3 separate regions of the Rattus norvegicus genome follow, and all the other regions are linked to region 1. A link is a contact called in public Hi-C data. All regions are on one chromosome and are shown on one strand. Each heading gives the region's core, a stretch centred on a gene start, on an enhancer-like site or on the middle of the called end of the contact. The rest is flanking DNA. Distances are from core to core; before and after follow the strand shown.

Evidence for each region. Hi-C and Micro-C count contacts between places; a contact is called where the count stands out from the background.
Region 2: a Hi-C map of Schwann cells shows a contact between it and region 1, with 2.6 times the contacts expected there. The contact joins the enhancer-like site here to the promoter of Pip4k2a in region 1. A contact is called at or near these places in 2 of 12 Hi-C or Micro-C datasets (Schwann cells and frontal cortex).
Region 3: a Hi-C map of Schwann cells shows a contact between it and region 1, with 4 times the contacts expected there. The contact joins the enhancer-like site here to the promoter of Pip4k2a in region 1. A contact is called at or near these places in 2 of 12 Hi-C or Micro-C datasets (Schwann cells and frontal cortex).

What each region holds. Positions count from the first base shown.
Region 1 is chr17:86,574,673-86,578,392 of GRCr8, forward strand. Pip4k2a (phosphatidylinositol-5-phosphate 4-kinase type 2 alpha) reads right to left here and starts at 1,758. Exons shown (of 10, transcript NM_053926.2): 1 at 1,519-1,758. The coding sequence starts at 1,662.
Region 2 is chr17:86,251,834-86,255,553 of GRCr8, forward strand. No RefSeq gene overlaps it. Among named protein-coding and RNA genes, the nearest start is that of Spag6, 8.4 kb to the right of the region's middle. Within about 2 kb of position 1,703, at least 12 of the 93 cell types and tissues checked have an H3K27ac peak or open chromatin away from gene starts, as enhancers often do. A contact at or near this core is called in Schwann cells, where this site is marked.
Region 3 is chr17:86,856,384-86,860,103 of GRCr8, forward strand. No RefSeq gene overlaps it. Among named protein-coding and RNA genes, the nearest start is that of Msrb2, 25 kb to the right of the region's middle. Within about 2 kb of position 1,683, at least 44 of the 93 cell types and tissues checked have an H3K27ac peak or open chromatin away from gene starts, as enhancers often do.

The DNA.
Region 1 (3,720 bases), core at 508-3,007:
AGAGGTCTGTGACAATGGAAAACGGTAACTTCACTTTCTGAAATAAAACTGGGGGGGGGGGGTGAGTTGCTGTCCGCAGTTTTAACAGTTGACATTCCTAATAGCTAAAGATGTCAGTAAAATGAACCTCGGTCGATCCGGCAGTAAAGTAATAGAAAATAACCATTTCTCAACTCTTTAAATCGTCCCAGGTAAACACAATCATCTTCATACTGTTTCACCTTTCTCCATCTCCGCTTGGGGGAAAAAAAAACTATAAATAAAAGATACTAAGCCATTTTAAACAGCTCTGTTAATTTGAGAGTGCACAAACCACGCTGGCTTTCTGTCACTTCTATTATGCTGAAAAGGACACCAGGGCATCCACCGAAATCAAAAGCAGAGCAGCAGGCTCACGCTCTGCCTCCGAAGCTGGCTGACTGCAATGGGTAAGGTCACGGTCAAAATTCACAAGCTCATTGAAACTTTCATGGCTCAGCCAATTGCGCCTATCGTGTTTCCTGATCCCATCTAAGTAGATTAAAGCTGCAGGAGTTTTCTCGCTGTCAGATCAGCGGGCGGCTATTTCAGCCCCCCACACCGCAGTCCGCAGAGTCCGCAGCCTCGCGCCTCCTAGCATCCCAGGCGGTGCGCTAGCTAACCTCCCCAGCCTTTTAAACAACCTTCCAAATGAATGTAATTAACTCTAGACCACCTCGAACTCGCGCCTGCCGGGACCCCCCTCCGGCTGTCACCACCAAGGCCGCCCTTCCGCAGTCGGTGACTTCTGCCTGGTTCCCCAAGGAGGGGGGAAGCAAGGGGGAGGGAGGGATGAAGACTCCCGGCCAGGAGGTCTGGAAAGGGCACAGCAACTGGGCGATGCGGGAAGGGACGAAGGGCGCCAGGGCCATATTTACGTTGCCTCTTTTTTTCTTTGCAAAAAGAAAAGAAAAAAATCCTCCTAGAGTCTGAGAATGCTACCTTTAAAGGAAAAAGGAAGCTAAGCTCTCAAGATGCCGTCCAAAATCTTCTGGTTTACTCCAGTCCTGTCGCCTAGAAGCTCCGGACGCTTCCTGACAGGGACAGGTACACCTGCCCACCAGCTCAGGACAGGAGGGCCCAGACTAGTGGAGCGATCGTTCGGACTGGGCCCTGAGCAGTTCCCCGCCGGGACTGATAGCTGAGGCAGAGACGGTCCCCGCACAAACTTCCCACTTCCCAGGCAGCGAGCACCGACCGGCAGGAGGACGGATGCGGAGCAGGACAGGCGCGGGGAGGCTCAGAAGCACAGCACAGCAAATGCTTCTCATCCCGCACCCTCCCTGGGTTCCAAAGGAAGCGCAAGCGCTGCCGGAGAAACCCAAGAGGCAGACGCATGTCGTGGGGATAGGGGTACCCCAAGAGGCGAGTGGCCAGAGGGCCCGGGACCGGCCGAGCCAAACGGCTAGAGATCCCCGCCCTGCCACCGCTGCAGCAGAGGAGCAGAGCCCGGAGGCTAAGCCCGAGGAGCAAGAGGAGCGCGCCGCAGAGGAGCCTTACCGAGTGGTTGACCCCCCACATGAGCACGCTGAGCAGCGGGTCGCTGGCCCGGAACAGCTTCACTTTCTGAGCCACGAAGTGCTTCTTCTTCGTCTTGGTCTTGCTCGCCAGGACGGAGGACCCCAGGTTGCTAGGGGTCGCCATGGCCGCTGTCCCCTCCACCGCCGCGCCGCCGAGGCCGGGGACCCGCCCTCCCTACACGCCAGCCTAGGGAGGCAGCCGCATCCCCCGGGGCGGCCGCCGCTGCGCGCCTGCTCCAGCCCCGCTCCGCCCGCGCTCGGTCCTGGGCGCTCGCTCCGCCCGCTCCGCGCGCTCGGCCGCCTAGGCTGCAGCTGCGCTCGCCTCGCGCCCCCGCCCGGCTCCCGCCCGTCGCCGCTCGGCGCACTGCCCGCCGCTGGTCCAGGCGGCCAGCGGCTTCCGCGTTGGGCGCCGGCGTCATGACGCAGAGGCGGGCGGGGCAGCGGCGCCGACGGGCGGGGCGGGTGCGGATGCGGATGCCGGACCGTTAAGCTGTTCTCTGCGCTCCGCCACCCGTGCAAGGCGAGCACACCCCTGGCGCTCTGCAGAGGCTGCTGGGGAGTGCGGTGACTCGCGCGAGCATGCCTTTCACGCACCCGGGGAGGATCAAGGAAAGGGAACGAAGGCAAGGGAGCTCCGAGGAGGGAGCCCCCAGATGCATGGGACAGGCAGGAATGTCCCGGAACCTCGGCTTCCCGTGCCAAGGGCCTGGAGAGTTCTTGGGACCCGGAGCGCTTCATCGGGACGCGGGCTTTCCCAACATCTAGGGAAAGGACCTTGGCTCCTCTTTGTCCAACTGTCTGCCAGAGAGTCCCTGCCTTGAACTGCCTTGAACTTCCTAACCTTATGCCTTTTGGGTTCTTCTTCGGCCTTCCCACGCTGTCGAATACTAGAGTGTTATTCCCAGCCTACCCTGGGATTCCTCACTGAAACCCCCGCTTTAGTCAGCTATGCCCCAAACTGGACCGTGTGCTTGGAACCCATCAACCCTTTTGCAGACCACCCCTTCCTTCTCGTATCCAGGACACACCTTCTAACTTGAAAATGTTTTCTCTTTCACCACTCCACACTGAAAATTAGCCCTCCTTATGCTCGCATTAGTTGTTCCAAGTCTACAATCCTGCTTAGATCTTTCAAGAAGACAAAGAATACCAGCAGGAACAAAGAGAGGGGGCAGATCCTGTGAGACCTTTCTTTACTCTTCTTCATTTGACCTTTCAACACGGTTGCCCCCTCCTTCCCTTTGGTCGTTCTAACTTGTTGATACTATCCCCCCCCCCCCAAATGATACCTTGCTTCTGGTACCAACCATCGCCATTGTTGATGGCTAACGGGATGAGGCCAGTATCAAAAACAGCCTAAATTAATGTTGTGGAGTTGTAGACTTGGCCCACAGTTCCGGTAGTTGACCACATCGTTTAACCGGAGACTGAAGTTACTTGTGTGAATAGGTATAGTCTGACGCAAAGGTCACTTTAGGGACCTTCTATAGATCATTGGACTCAAAACCAGCAGTAGATAAAAGTACACGATGTTGCAGACCTGTAATCCTGACACTCAGGAGGCAAGGCTAGAGGATCAGAAGTTCAAGATTATCCTCAGATAGTTTGTTCGAGGCAAGCCAGGTATACATGAAACCCTGTCAGGAGGAGGGGGTGTACAGTCCTTACCTTGCTGATAACCCATAAACTCTGGCCTGACCTCAGAAAAGAGCATGTCTGAACCAGTCTGCATAGCTTGTCCACAGGCACCCTTGCACAAGAACCTACAACCAAATTCAACATCCTACACAGCCCACAAGTTGTTTCACTTCTCTTGCTGTATTGGAAATAGCATTCAGATTGCTCTTGACCCAGTTAGGAGTTCATTTATTTAACAAATTCTCATTGACCCAGACTCAAGAGTTTCACATCATCGATTATTGCTCTCATCACCACTCCACAGAAACCTGTACCAGCCCCTGTCCTTGAAAACAATTACCTCTTACCTCCTGGTGGAAATGAATCCTTCCACTTCAATGCCTCTGTAGCTCTTTATTTGTTCACAATAGCTGTAATGTACTTAATTGTATATTACTAATGCAAGACAATAGGCTTGCTGAAAAACCGAATTCAATGACGGCAAAGAGCTGGATGAGCCTCTGAGAACAGGAAATGGATACCTCTGGGCATTGTTAGGCAACCC
Region 2 (3,720 bases), core at 453-2,952, 320 kb before region 1:
CTCGGTTCTAAATCAGGTAGAAGCCAAGCTGACAGGACTGCCTTCACTTAGATAGCTATGGATCTTGGTATGAGGGAAACACGTCCAAAGTTGGGACTGGGAAGCAATCAAGAGGTTGCGGCAGTCTTCCGTCAAAAGGACCGAGAAACAGGGGAAGATATTTCAACAGAAGCAAACCAGTTGCAGAAAATAAAGCCGGGGACCAGAGCGATTGTCCGGATTGTCACACGGGTCCAAAAAAGGAGCCTGCAGTTCCGAGGAGAGGCGTGGGATGCCTGAGGAAACGGCTTCGTTGAGAAGCCAGCGCCGCGTTCCAGGTCAGGGGCAGGTTAGAGGCAGCATCCCTCAGTCCGTCCCTTTCTTCGGTCTTGTCCTTGAGCCGCAGAGCAAGCTCTGGGTTCGAGCCCGGCCGCGCTCCGCCTCTCCCCTCACACGAGCCGGCAAACGAGCGCAGGCCGCGAAGACCCGGGAGGCCATTTTGCGCGTGCGCCGCTCGCCTCGCGCCGCCCCCAACTCCGAGGACGCCGCTCCCGCCAAATTTGAATGCGAGCTCCTCAGGCCGGGCCCGGCTCCGGAGGCCGGTGGACCCTGAGGGCTTGCCGAACCGGAGCTCGGGGGCGACCGGCGTCCAGAGCCGCGGCGCTGCAGCCTCGGGACCCCGCCTTCTCTCTGAAGCTGTCCACAGCTGCGGACCGCGCGGCCGTCAGGGCGCGGACCGGACTCCCGGGTGGACCCCTTTACCCCAACGCTGCATGAAACCACCCCTTCGTCCCCTCCTCTCTGCACGCCGTCGTTGCAAAGCCATTGCCCCTTCTCCAAGGAGGTGTCCTTGGAGCTTGAAGTCCGGGTTTTGTTGGATGGATTTGAAGCAAAGTTACTAACAGATTGTCCCCGCAGGTGACCAGGACCTGGAGGATGGCTTGCTCGCTTTGAGCGCGTCCATCTCCTGGGTGGGCGCCCTGATGGCAGGGTGGAGCGGGCGAGGGTGACAGAGGCAGGGCATCTCGTGCTCTCTGCGAAGGATCGTCCAAGGAGACACTTGTCCTCTACGTGGGTCGTAGAGCCGGGGACAGGGGCGCAGGGACTCGAGGGCTCAAGGGCGCAAGCGCTTCTCTGATCCCGGGGAAGCGAAAGTGGCTAGCCTGGGGCAATGCGTGCAGGCCGATCCCCCTCATCTTTGCAGCCGGCTGCAGAAACCGCCATTTGGGGACGGATTTCGGCGTGTCTGTAGCACGCTGTGTAGGACGTCACAACTGGCTCTCCCACGTGGCTTGTCCTTAACACCCCTCCCCCCCATTTAAGCGAATGCAAGTTCTCCCCCTGGTTTTCCTCTTCTCGGGGAGAGGCACTGCCTTACCCGGCCTGGTAGGGACAGTCCCTCGGACCTTTCTACCCAGGGGCCCGTGTGACAGAGAATGGAGCCCAGCCATCCTTTCTCACTGCCGAGGGTCTTATTTCTCTGTTGCTGAGGAGCGTGTCTAGATCCCCGCGGTCCCCTCACGGGTCCTTGCCTCACACCTCCGAGGTGTGAGATAGGGAAATGGGAACCTAAACCTGCGGGGACTGAAGCCACCTGGCCAGTGGCAGCCCGCGAAGGACACGGGACTTTGCGTGCAGCGGCCGATCCCCACCCCCAACCCCCGTGGAGGCGTCACGGGGTCGCCATTCAGACCCCAGGAGCGAGAGTCGGCCACCCGGCGGAGAACAAAGGGCGATTCTTGAGCCACTCTAGGCACGGTGGACTGCGGGCGGGGGGCAGCACGGACAGGACACCCGGGGGCGGGCGCGATCCGCTGGCGTTCCCGGTGTTTGAGGGGTTGCAGTCCGGGCTGCCATGTTGCTTTCACGGAAGGCGCGGGGATTTTTTGACGCTTGCGAGACCGCGCGGCCGCCGAGCGCAGAGGCCTCCGGCTCCTCGCCGAGCACAGCTGCGGTAACAGGGGCGGAGGGCCTCAGGGAACTGGCGAGGGCGACCATCCCGTGGGCGGCCAGGGCTGAGCGCCTGCCGCGGCGAAGCCGCTTCCCTCGCCACCTTCCTCCCGAGGCTGCAGGCTGCGCTCTGCGGAGGCTCGGTTGCCACTAGCAACCACACGACAGCGATTCGCAGCCCGGGCCATCGCCACGGCCGCGGGGACCTCCGCCTCCTCGGACGTCTTCGGGATTGAGCATTTGAATCTGGGGGTGGCCTTCCGTGACAGCTCTCTCCGGGACCCTGGCCTCACCCTCCAGTACCCTAGGCTGGGCTCGAAAGCCAGAGTCTGGGGCTTAGCCCTGCCCCCATGGCAGACAATAGGGGCGGCTGGCGACCTACAAGGCGGCAGCAGGGCCAGGGCGGAACCCACACTTTCTTGGAGTTGCGGGCGTTTTCCTGAGCACAAGGTATAGGTATAGGTTCCCTCTTCTCCGATTTAAGTCAAAATCCCCTTTCAAAAACCAGTAAATTGGAACAAGGAGGGTGTCAAATAATGCGACAGCAAGATGGTCGGTACCTTTCTAGCAAAGCTGACACCAGGCAGACCTCAGGGTACTTGCTCTTGGTAAGGGATGGCTCTCCTAGAGGCATAAATACACTTATGGTTTTCCTTCTTTGTGCATCACAAATATTTAATTACTTGCACTGACTCAAACACTGCAGGCAGGTTCTTGGTTCTTGTTATTTATTAAATGGATAGAGCACCTCACCTCCACTCGATTTCATTTGATGAACCACATAGCAGCTTTAATCAGTGAAGACTCAGGGGTTGCATAAAGTTTCACTCCCACCCCAGGTGTGTGTGTGTGTGTGTGTGTGTGTGTGTGTGTGTGTGTGTGGTTGTTGTTGCTAAGACGCAACTTTTCAAAACAATCTTAGTGTTTCACACAGGTATTACTGAGGAGAGACCTTTAAAGTATGCTGCAAAGTGTTTTACATTATAATATACATAGCCAAATTTCTTTGGTTCTTAATACTTGCCCTGGCCTTAAGTAGCTAACACTTTTATCTGAATGGTTTTGTGGATTGAAGTTTCACCTAAATCGCAAAGGTGAGACTAAGTTCAGAACTCCTGTGGGGGACAAGCACTTCTCACACTTACCTCTGTATGCTCAGGAATCCATTTTATAACAACAAATACTTGTCAGATTTCCAGAGCAAATCAACTCACTTTAGTAGAAAACAAAAACTTATTATTAATGGCACAAACTTGAATATCTTTAATAAACTCGCCAAAAAAACTCAGCATCTGTCTCAGTTAAAAGCATTAACCAGATACCCTCATCTACACATATTTTAACTTAATTATATTTCAAACATGGTGGTTGCATTTTAAAACACCTGACAGACAGACATTTCAGGATTCTGAGATACCCTGTACATTTGTAACATTGTTCATTTCTCGCTCAAGATGCCTAACAAATTGTTTAAATGGCCATTAATAGGATTTTAAAATTGGTGTTCATACTTTCAAGGAGTATAGACACTCACCAACTGTCTACAGTTTTATGAGAATGGTCTAAGGACTAGTACTATATATCATAGATCTTCTAAGACATGGCACTTTGAAATGCCTATGCAATAAACTTTAAAGCATACCAAATTACAATGTTGTATTCATATAGGATGGTAAACTCAATATATTCCCAAATGACTCACAGACATAGAAAATAGCTCACATTCAAGCCTTCCAAATGCCAAGTTCTTTAAGATAGTGCACTTTGAAAAAGGAAAGTCACCCCTTCTTG
Region 3 (3,720 bases), core at 433-2,932, 280 kb after region 1:
GAGAGTGATGGACAAAAATGCTGATGCAGATCTCAGCGCACACATCCCACCCACCCTCCCATCCACATGCATACGCACACACTTGTGAGACACACTTTGCTGTCACGTAGAAAACATAGCCCTTGTCTCAAAGAGTAGAGATAGTTCATTTTGGAGACAAATATGAGTAGCCATGGCCTGGGAGCATACATTTAGTTTACCTTAGATTCCATGTTGCAACGGCAAATTCATGAAGGTTTTTATAGTAGCACAACAAAGAAAGTCATAACTCAAGACATTTTTTATGAGTTAGGTGCTTACAGTTAAGTGGGGAGCTTCTGCTATAGGCTTCAAATGGTGTCCGCTGAGACTCATGGCTTCTGAGTGGGTGGAAGCCAGAGACCTGATCATATTTAAAAAATGATTTACCTAATAGTTACAGGATGTTTTCAGAACAGGCAAAAATCGACTGTTTAGGGCACCAAAGTAGTCCAAGATAATTTCCCTCAGGACCCACAATACTCCAATCACCGAAGCCCTTTCTAATCAGTTATGCATCTTTGTAGAAAAGTCAATGTGGGTGTGGCTTTTTTTCTGAGAAATTTGGTACACACACACACACACACACACACACACACACACACACACACACAGAATATACGGGGGTCCTAATGTCAAAACATTTAATCACTACATGTATGGATGACAAAGAGGTATTTGGAAACAGACTCAAACTCGGGCTCCCACTCTATCACTGAACAGACATGACTTTCAGTAAAGCTCTGTAGTTGCAAGACCTGGCCTTAGAAGGCAGCCTTGCTGCTTGCCAAGGGTCTTTGGGTGAGTCACTTCACCTCTGCGCATAGATAATTTCGGTTCCCCGTGCCACTTGAACGGTAGAGCTTACAGCTCTACCCAAAATACAGGAAGAGCCTGCAACCCAGTACCCATTTTTGGTTGGGCTGACATATTTTTAAACGGAAACACAAAAGCCAAAACCACCTTCAACTTACTTCCTTTTCTACTGTCTCAAAGATTTAAATCATAAAACTTAGCAGTAATAAAGTCTGATTCCGAAGCCACTGGACGCCATTTTTACCAGGCCCACCTTCCCTTGCCACACGGCCTGCTGACGTCCAAACGAGTCCTTGTTTGCCAAGAGGATGTTTATGGTCAAGGCAAGTTGTGACTTTAAAGCGACAACAAAGAAAGTGTACGTTTGCAGGCTGGTACACAGGCTGGGAAAGCCCTTGAGAGATTCAGACAGCTCATGCCATACTTCAGACTTCATAGACCTGGGAGACATCCAGCTTTCTCCCCCAGAGAAGGCAGGCGCAGCCTGGTCCCTTCCCCTGCCACACCATCTGGTCCACAGAAACACCAGACTTCCGTGTCTCTCGGCCCTATAAAAAGCAACATTCCTTTTCCTGTCTTCTCTCCACCAGTCCCTCCCACCCGCCCCTGCCTCTCCTCTCTCCTTGCCTTTGGTCTCTCTTATCCCTTCTCCCGTGCCAATCATTTCCTTTCTACTCCACACTCCTCCTCCACTTCTCCTCTGTGCACCTGCAGTGCTACTCTTTGTCCAGCCGTGAAAACATCCCTGAAGGGCTTCTAGAACATTCGTGTGTCTGGAGGAGTTAAGAGTCCTCCAGCACTGGGGTTGGCAATTCTGCCCCCTTAGCTTCCAGGACAGATGAGGGATTTATTCCGAGGCTTTGTGCTCCCTCTAGTGGCTTCTCGTCGTGCCAACTCCCGCAGACAATGGCCGCTTTGTCCAGGAGAGAAGCCGATTTAGATGACAACCTGGCTTAAACCACAGAAACCTTCCATTTCTCCTTCTTCAGTATTTAGTAGAAGGATGGCCGTGAGAAGGAAGTCCTTATGCACAGAGCCACCGCCGTTTCACGGCGAGGTTCACCTGGCCCATGAAGATTCCCGGACACAAAACCAGGGCAACAAAATCAGGATGCAACAGGATGGAGGGGCAGTGGCACAAAGGTTGGGGGTGGGGAGGCAAAGCACAGAAGAGGAGTAGTGAGGATTGACTGAGCTCAGGCCAGAACACTTGTGAGACGATTTCTCTACTCTGAGCCTGACAGTACTCCCTCTCGGGGGCGGGGATGGGGGTTGGGGAGGTGGGGGTGGCCAGACTGTTAAGCTGTCTCAGGAGGTCCCAGAGTGACTAGAGGCAGATGCTGGATCCTATGATTGCTGGACAGCTCTCCGTCTCCCCTCTCCTTCCTCTATCCCTTCCTCTCCTCTCCTTCCCCTCCTCGTTCTCTCCTTCTGAGCGTCTCTCCCTCTTTTGCTGATCTTCTTTGACAGGATCTCACTCTACAGTCCAGGCTGGCCTCAAACTCACAATCCTGCCACCACCTTTGATTAGGGAGATTGCAAGCCTGTGCCACAGAGCCCTGCCTGCCTCATTCTCTCCAAATGGCAGGTTGTTCCAGCAGAAACAGGGTGCAAACACGTGCTTTAACTCATGACTTCAAACATCAGGTTGCCATGACCTAGAACTCTGCAACATCATAACATCACAAACATCAGTGCTGGGGAAAGGCAGTATGTCCTGGTATCGGTAATGTATGCATCCCTGTAAGGGCAGGTTTTACAGATGTGAGCATATCCACGAGCTAGTAGAACATCCTCAGTAATATCTGTCTGCTTGTGAGAGACTGGGAAGATACCTCCTGGGCTTCAGGCTTGAGTTCAGGGTAAGGCAGGAATGGTATTTCCACAAATACAGGCTTGAGTTTCCTGATGAACGGTGCAAGTCAGAATAGCGGGTCATAACTATGTGACCGCTTTGTTTTTGACAGGTTCGTGCAGGCAGGAGGTATGCCTTGGTCTTCTTTGATCCATACTGATTCTTAAATTGCTCTAATCGATTTAACCCGAGGACCTTAGGTTTCCCAGAGACAGCAGAAACACTAAGGGGAACTTTGGCATGTCCCTAGAAAGGGTACTTTTTCCATGTTTGTCTAGAAAGAAATAGAGCCATTGTGAAATGTAGGATGATGTCATACAGGTGAAGGCAGGTACAAGATAGAAGGAGGCCTGTCATTGGATGAGAAGGAAGAATGGGCAGGAGAAAAGTTTGAGGAAAGAGGAGGAGACTGGAACAGGAGGAGAAAGAAGCCACCGGGAGAACATGGAGGTGGATGTTAAGATTCCTCTCTGCACAGTTACAGGTTGTTAAGAATATTCTTAAGGGATGGATGTGTACAGGGTTTTGTATGTCTAGATGAGCAAATTACATCTTATCAATTGGATCAGAGGTTATTGTGTTGTGTGTTCTTTCGTGTGGCGATTTAAGTTGAAGAGAGTTTGTGGGGGTGGAGACACTGGGCCACCGTGGAATTGGGATGTCTATTTCTGGCATGGTGGCCACCTGCCTTGGGAACTAGATGGGTGGAGAGATTGCTGCCAGGCTCAGAGAGAGAGACCATCAGTAGTGTGATATGAGATGGAGCTTTGCTGACTGAGATGAAGACATCTACCAGATATCTTGGGGCACTGCGGTGCCTGACCTAGCGGGAATAAAAGACAGCATTTTATTTTTTATAATTTTTCCAGCAACAGTGAAGAAGTCAGTGGAGACTGCTCCAGGCATGGGGTAGGGCCCAGGTCAAAAGGTGAGGGGCTGCAAATTTCCTCTTGGAAAATGTGTCACTTATTAACAGAAGAAAGTACAATAACGGAAAGAAGCCTTTCTCGTTGCAGGCTGGGTAAAGGAAA